2 separate regions of the Mus musculus genome follow, and region 2 is linked to region 1. The links are chromatin contacts, called in public Hi-C maps. All regions are on one chromosome and are shown on one strand. Each heading gives the region's core, a stretch centred on a gene start, on an enhancer-like site or on the middle of the called end of the contact. The rest is flanking DNA. Distances are from core to core; before and after follow the strand shown. Region 1 has its middle 50 kb from the start of Gm32405. Region 2 overlaps Gm19859 (a long non-coding RNA gene).

What was found. Hi-C and Micro-C count contacts between places; a contact is called where the count stands out from the background.
Region 2: a contact with region 1 is called in a Hi-C map of cerebral cortex, with 1.8 times the contacts expected there. The contact joins two enhancer-like sites. A contact is called at or near these places in 2 of 484 Hi-C or Micro-C datasets (cerebral cortex and conventional type 1 dendritic cells) and 1 of 9 other capture datasets (embryonic stem cells).

The regions. Positions count from the first base shown.
Region 1 is chr15:74,048,258-74,051,590 of GRCm38.p6, forward strand. No RefSeq gene overlaps it. Among named protein-coding and RNA genes, the nearest start is that of Gm32405, 50 kb to the left of the region's middle. Within about 2 kb of position 1,489, at least 7 of the 459 cell types and tissues checked have an H3K27ac peak or open chromatin away from gene starts, as enhancers often do. A contact at or near this core is called in cerebral cortex, where this site is marked.
Region 2 is chr15:74,394,568-74,397,900 of GRCm38.p6, forward strand. It overlaps Gm19859 (a long non-coding RNA gene), which reads right to left. Exons shown (of 6, transcript XR_001781685.2): 1 at 1,459-3,333. Among named protein-coding and RNA genes, the nearest start is that of Gm19859, 4.2 kb to the right of the region's middle. Within about 2 kb of position 1,729, at least 7 of the 459 cell types and tissues checked have an H3K27ac peak or open chromatin away from gene starts, as enhancers often do. A contact at or near this core is called in cerebral cortex, where this site is marked.

The DNA of each region.
Region 1 (3,333 bases), core at 239-2,738:
GAGGTTAGAACCTCCAATAACTGACTCCAGGGATGGACCTCACAGCCTGAGCCAGCACTGACTGGGCAGAGAAACTTGGTGTGCAGAGTAGGAGGTGTGAGGCTCAGGACTCTTTCTGTTTCCTCTTCTATCACCTTACAGAGCCAGGAATGTGACTCTTAGCCCACAGAAGCCATTATGACATATCAGAGCAATGTGTTTTCTAAAACTCTTATGGGTGGGTAACATTGCCTGGGGCAGGATATCAGACTCCAGTAGAGTGGCTCTCAACCTTCCTAATGCTATGGACCTTTAATAACAGTTCCTCATGTTGTGGTGACCGCTCCTCTCCCCCACCATAAATTAATTTTGTTGCTACTGCATAACTGTAATTTTGCTACAGTTATGGATTTTAATGTAAATGATACGCAGGATATCTGATATGTGACCACTGTGAAAGGGTGGCTCAACCCCAAAGGGGTTGCGGCACACAGGTTGAGAACCACTGCTCTGGAGGCAGGCAGCGGACATCCTGCCCAGCTTTCTGAGCACCCCACAAGGCTCTATCTGCTCCCAGGGTTTCTCTGTGCCTGTCCCTACCGCTGTGTATTTTTTGGTTTATTGGTCAAGGTCCTCCCCAAAGCTGGAAGAGAAGGCAGAGGATGGTCACACATGCTAGTTTGTATTCAGCAGGCTTCGTGGTTCCCAAAGGATCCGGGGTAATCCACTATGGCCTGCCTTACCTCTGCTGCTTCTCCATAGCAGTTGGGAGTCCAGGGATTTGCATCATCTTTGATGGAGGGGAGGATGCATCTTTGGAGCTGGGGACACACTCCTTCTAATTAGCTGCAGCAAATCCAGATTAACTATCACGCCTGGGTGACCCAGCCAGTGAGTGGTTAGAGAACAGGGGAGGCAGGTAGCAAGAACAGAGAACTTGGATGGCAGGAGAGGACTCACCATGCCAGCTCTTCACCCCTGTGTCCATCTGCTCTGAAGCTGGAAGCCTCAAGTGTAGGGTAGATGGAGAGAGTTGCCCAAGGTCAAGGCAGGTAGGAAGCAGTATGGAGCTCAGAACCCATGCTGGCTAGAGAGCTGGTTTAGGAAGGAGGTAGTCAGCCTTACTGGCTCTTGAACCTAGGCCAGCCCAGGTTGTAGGGGCAGGTCTGACATTATCCTTAGACTAAAATTTGAAGTTCTGTGGAGCTGGCAATCCCACCTGCCGTGTGGAGCATTTGGGCACATTTCTTAGATACCCAGTTAAGAGGCCCATGATCTTCAAGCAAGTTAAGAGGCCTCCATGGAAAAGACCTACTTTGGCTCACAGGCTCCCCTGTCATAACCCTCAGGGGCTGCATCCCCTTCCTTTCTCCCTTCTTGCCTCCCTTCTCCTTCCCTGCAGAGGATTGCTGACACATAGCTGAAATCCTACTGGGGCTGACTCAGGCCCCAGCTGCCCTGCCACCCCCTCCCCAGCACGGAGCAGCTCATTTTGGTGCTGAGCCCCGGGAGGCTGACTCATAAAACTTGGCTCACCCATAATGGGATGATAATGGACGGCAGGCCTGGCAGGAGATGGTCCCCCACGTTCCTAAGCATGATGTGGAGATGCCTCCTGCCCAGAGAACAGCTGTTTCTCATTAGCAGCAAAGTGGGGCTGTAGGCCACCCATCTGCACATCTGGACACATCTGTGCTTTGGAGTGCTCCTGGTCTGGCAGGTGCAGGATGGAGTTTGGGCTATGGCTCACTCGGGGTTTTCTCTGGGATCAGAGCATGGGAGTCACAGGCCAGTACACACACGGCACCATCCCTACACTACCTCCTGTTCCCAGACTGTCTTCCTCTTTTTCATTGGTTCCTCTTGGGCCTTCTACTTTACACCTCCCTTGTCTCCTAGGTCCAGGCTCTTCTTGTCCCAATTTCTTGAACCTGCTTCCCTACCTGGAGGCAGCAAGGATCACAGGATTTGGAGAATAGTCCCAGGGGACAGGAGATCACCACTGGCCAAGTTGAAGAGGGAGTATCTTGTCTTTTACCTAGTCCTCATTCCTCCCATGGAGTAAGCCTTTCTCTCCAAGGCCAAGCAGGCGACTTCTGCCCAAGCTGTGATGGTCCTTAGGAATAAAGGTTTCCTCTTTCTGGACATTTAAAAGCATCCCATAGCAGAGAATTCCTAGCCAGAGGGTGGGCGTTGCAGATGAGCTAGGCTTCCTCATGTGCATCCTCCGGAGCTGGGGTGGATGGAGTGTGCTCTGCTTGGATAGCACTAGGTGCTGCTGTCTGATAGGGAAGGACATGACTTGGGAGGCTGAGTGTTGAAGAGTGGGACACTCCAGCTTTGAGCAACACTCCTGGAGTCATCTCTTCAAATGTCCATGTCTCTGCTAAGAAATGACGCTAGTGACCTCCTTACTGGGTCCTTGCACCAGCACCAGGGAAACAGTGGTCACAGTCAGAATTCTGAGTGTGCCGAGGCTGGTTCTGGAAGTTAAAAACTGTGTCAACTCACAAAGATGATTGACAGCTGGAGTGTCATCAGCAGATGGGAGCCTGGCCCCATTCACACAGCACATAAAGACAGGGAGCAGGGGTGGGATGAGTCATCTTCTTTACCCCAGTGTAGAATAGACAGAGGTTCATAGAAGCCCCATAGAAGTTTATGTCTGTGGTTCCTATCCCAGCAGGCTCCATCACTCCCTCAGCACCTGCATGCTGGGTGCCACATGGAGTATGGAGTTGAGTAACAGCCCAATCCTCCCAAACACTTAGCCCCGCTTCAACAATCCTCTCTGGGTGAGAATGCCAGCTCATCTCACAGGTGAGGAACCTGAGGTCCTACTGGAGCACCTCCCTGGTCTGCTCCACCAGCTGCCTCCAGAGAGCACCTCTTTCACCACCACACTGACTGCAGAGCCTCAAAGAACAGGTATGACCTGTCTGGCCTTGCCTGAGTTGCCTGAGACACTGGGTGTGGCCAAGGAAAGACTCTGTAGGGTGCAGGGGGTGCCCAAATACCTGGTAACTCAATGGGAGCCTTGGATGGCTAGGCCTGGAGTCAAGATCTGACTTCGTGGGGTGCATTGGAACAGTGGGTTGAGTGGGGTGTGGTAGGGAAGAGGCGTGGGTCCAGCACAGGAGCGGAGGCTGTCACATGGGAGCTGTCTTTTCCTATACCCCCTTCTTGGGAATAGTATATCTGTACCCTGTTTCTGCAACTAGATTCTGAGACCAGGTGGCATACAGAAGGAGGGTCCCAGGGACAAACTTCTGGGTAGGGCTTAGCCATGGGCACATGCGAGGGGATTATTGAGAATGAAAGCCAGTGCATGAGAACTTTCTGGGGAGCTTCCGA
Region 2 (3,333 bases), core at 479-2,978, 350 kb after region 1:
TTGCTGTCAGATCTTGCTCTGTACATCCACCCGGTGGCCTGGCCCATCATGGGGGTCGCTTGGGGCTCATAGAGTCCCCTGCAGACTTACCTGTGTCTACTTTTATATGCTACCCATCAGCACTTTTGACAGGGAAAGAGCAAAGGATGGAGGTAGGGTCTGGGCTCTCATCCTCACCAGTCAAGCTGCAATTGCTTGAAAGCTCCTTCCTCAGTGTTAAGCAGTGTACTAAGTGTTCCTTCAGACCCTCTGATGTCATGCAGCAAGCCAGATCACCCAAGTTCCTCCTTTTTGATGACCTGGGACAAGGGATAGGGGAGTCTGCTCATCAGAGTCAGAATGATGGAGAGTATAGAAAATACCTCATATACTTGGCCAGCCAGCATGGGGACAAGCCTGGCCTTGTGATCCAGAAATCAAACTCTCTCAATTTTAGATGCCACCTCACCCCTCTGCTCTGTCAAGAGGGGTGCTTAGTGAGGTGATGGGATCTCCTGGCTCTGAAGGAATCCCTTCCAGCCAGCCTCTTCTGGCACACACTGCAGACTTTGTTAGGCCTTACACAGACTGTCAGGAAGTGCCATCAGCTGACATGCTCACTGACCCCCTCTAGCTGTCCAGAGTCTGGGCCCTCCCTGTCTTTGTTCCACTGGGGCCTTCCTAAGGTAGCCAAGGCTGCCAGGAACTCTCTAGAAACCCTCTAGTTAGTCTTTAGCTACTTACTCCTTCAGGCTCCTTCTCCTGTCCCTCCTGCCTTCTTTTGCTGACCACTTCTGTGTTATCTGTAAGGTATTCGGAACTCTGCCTGTACTCTCTCCCTCCTCAGCACTGACTCCCAAGAAGTTGACAGTAAGCAGCAAGCCAGGCAGACCCGCTTAACCTATGTGTCATGCTTACCTGGCCCCTCTAAGGTATCTTTGGCTTGCCTCAGCTAGAACTCCATCAGGCAGCTAAAATAATCTATCCCATATTCTCTGAGGATACCTTCAAACACTCAGACTTGGTTACTCTGGCTAGGCAGGCACACACACACACACAGAGAGAGAGAGAGAGAGAGAGAGAGAGAGAGACAGACAGACAGACACACACACACACACTGACACACCTACCTTTTCCTTCCCAGCAAGGTCTGGGCCAGGCCTCCCCACTCTCAGGTGGAGCAATATCCAGTCCAGGGCTGAGTCTGAAGATAGTGTCCCCGTACACACTTGGTCTTATCACCACAAATGTACCTGTGCTAGAGGTCATGCCAAAGACGGTTCCTCTGGTGCTGACCAGGCTCTCAGCAGCGACTGAAAGGAGCCCTGGCTCAGAGTGCAGGCAGACAGGTATTCTACTTCTGCTAGGAGCCTGGTCCCCAGCACTAGAACACCCATGAAGAGCCATTTCCCCCAGATCTCCCCTTGTTCCAGGTTGATTCCCACCCATCCTTCCCCATCATCCGCGGAAGTCACTCACTTTCTCCAAAATTCCTGTTCTGGTCTTGTTGAACCATCTTTTCTTCAGGGAGGCACACCCAACCCTCTAGACCACACGGGGCCCAGCTCTCTCAGTTCCTCAAGTTTGGCAGATTGCTGGGCACCTAGCCCAGCATGTCTCTTTCCCTTTAGTAACAAAATCCCTACTGGGGGCTAAAAATATGAACTATTTCCCAGCTTCCACGGCAGCTAAGTGTGACATCCAATTTGCAGCCAATTGGATTGAGAAGCAAACAGACATCCTTCTGGAGTGGGCATGCCTCGTCTTCATGCCATCCCCACCTCCGGCTACTCAGAACACCAGTGTGGTGGCGACAGTCCCACAGATATCTTGGACCAATAAGAATGACGATGGATGGCGTAGCGGAAGCCACCTGAACCTCGGTGGCTTGCTGGCTCGCTGTCAGCTGTGACTCTCGGCCTTCACGTTTCTTTCATGTGAAGGTCATCACGCCACCCCTGACACAAACTGAATTTTCTGTCGAGAGCAGTTGGCTGTTTTACTGGCTAAACAGTATTTACCACATAGGCACTTGCTTGCTTAGAATGTGTTTTCTGCAGCATGCTGTGAACTCTGGGGGTTGGGGGTGGGGGTAGAGTAGGGGTGCTGGTCTGCTCTGGTCACCTGAGTCCTCAACACCTAATACACGCAGCACAACACAGGGGATGCTCCCAAAGACAAAAGAACCAGCTCAGGGTAGGCTCCATGTGTTTAAGGACAGGGTTTTGTATGACCAGGACTAGGGCTCAGTGTGAGCAGGGTCAGTATATAACCAAAACCAGAGTTGTGTATGAGTGGAATTGGGCCTGTTTGATCAGTATGTGAGCAGGTGTGGGGCATACTGTCTAGCTGGAACTATAGCTTAGTGTATACCCATGGTGGGAGCAGCATCCAAACTCAGTATTGACAGGATTAGGGCTCTGCTGGAACTAGAGTAGGGTCCAAATAAATCCCTAACACTGGAAACTGTTATTTCCAAGAGGGGCAAATGTTAGCTACACTGGCATTTTCAGGGTTCAGAACCTAAAATGTGGACCCCCTCCCCTAGAAATTTCTCAGAGTTGGTGGCACTGAGATAGACCTCTGGGATTCACAGGACAGGACAGCAGGCTCTCCTTCCTGAGAGGGGACTCTTATTACAGGTGGAACAACCATGTACCAGGGCAGGGGCAAGGTAGGAAAGCCAGGCACTGGGTCAAGGCCAGCAGAATGTATGGCCGTAAAGTCTAGGTTTTTCCTAGACAAAAATCATGGGCACTGCTCACCCATGTGACATGCAAATAAACAGAAAGCTTCCATCCACATCAAGACACCAACCACGATGCTATCCCACCCAGGCCAGCATGGCTTCTGACCTCCTCCATAGGGGATCCAGGCAAACCATGGTCTGGTGGCCAGACCTGGCTCCCAAAGGCTACCGAACTTATGATGCTATGGCCTGTGCCCCACCAACTGGAACTGGAAGCATGGAGCCTGGGGAAAACATAGGAAGGTCTGAGACCAGAAGACCTAGCTGCCGTGCTAGAAGACAAGAGGCAGAGACATTCACCACCCACCGGGCAAGGGCCAGTCTCCACGTCTCATTTACTGAGAGCGCTGCTGTGTGGCTTCTGCTGTTCTTTTGTGCTATTATGAGAATATATTTTACAGGAAAAGTCAGGTACAAAATGGTAGCCCACAGCACACAAGGCTGAATGCAGTGCAGAGAGATGACACAGAATGGAAGGCTCTGGAACTGATGATGTACAAGAACCCAGGCCTCCTGGCTCACCTGAATATTAGAGTAAAGGCCCAAAGGAGGGCCTCTCCACATCCACTGAGGTCTGCAGGGAAATGCCCTACAGTGGCTCAGGC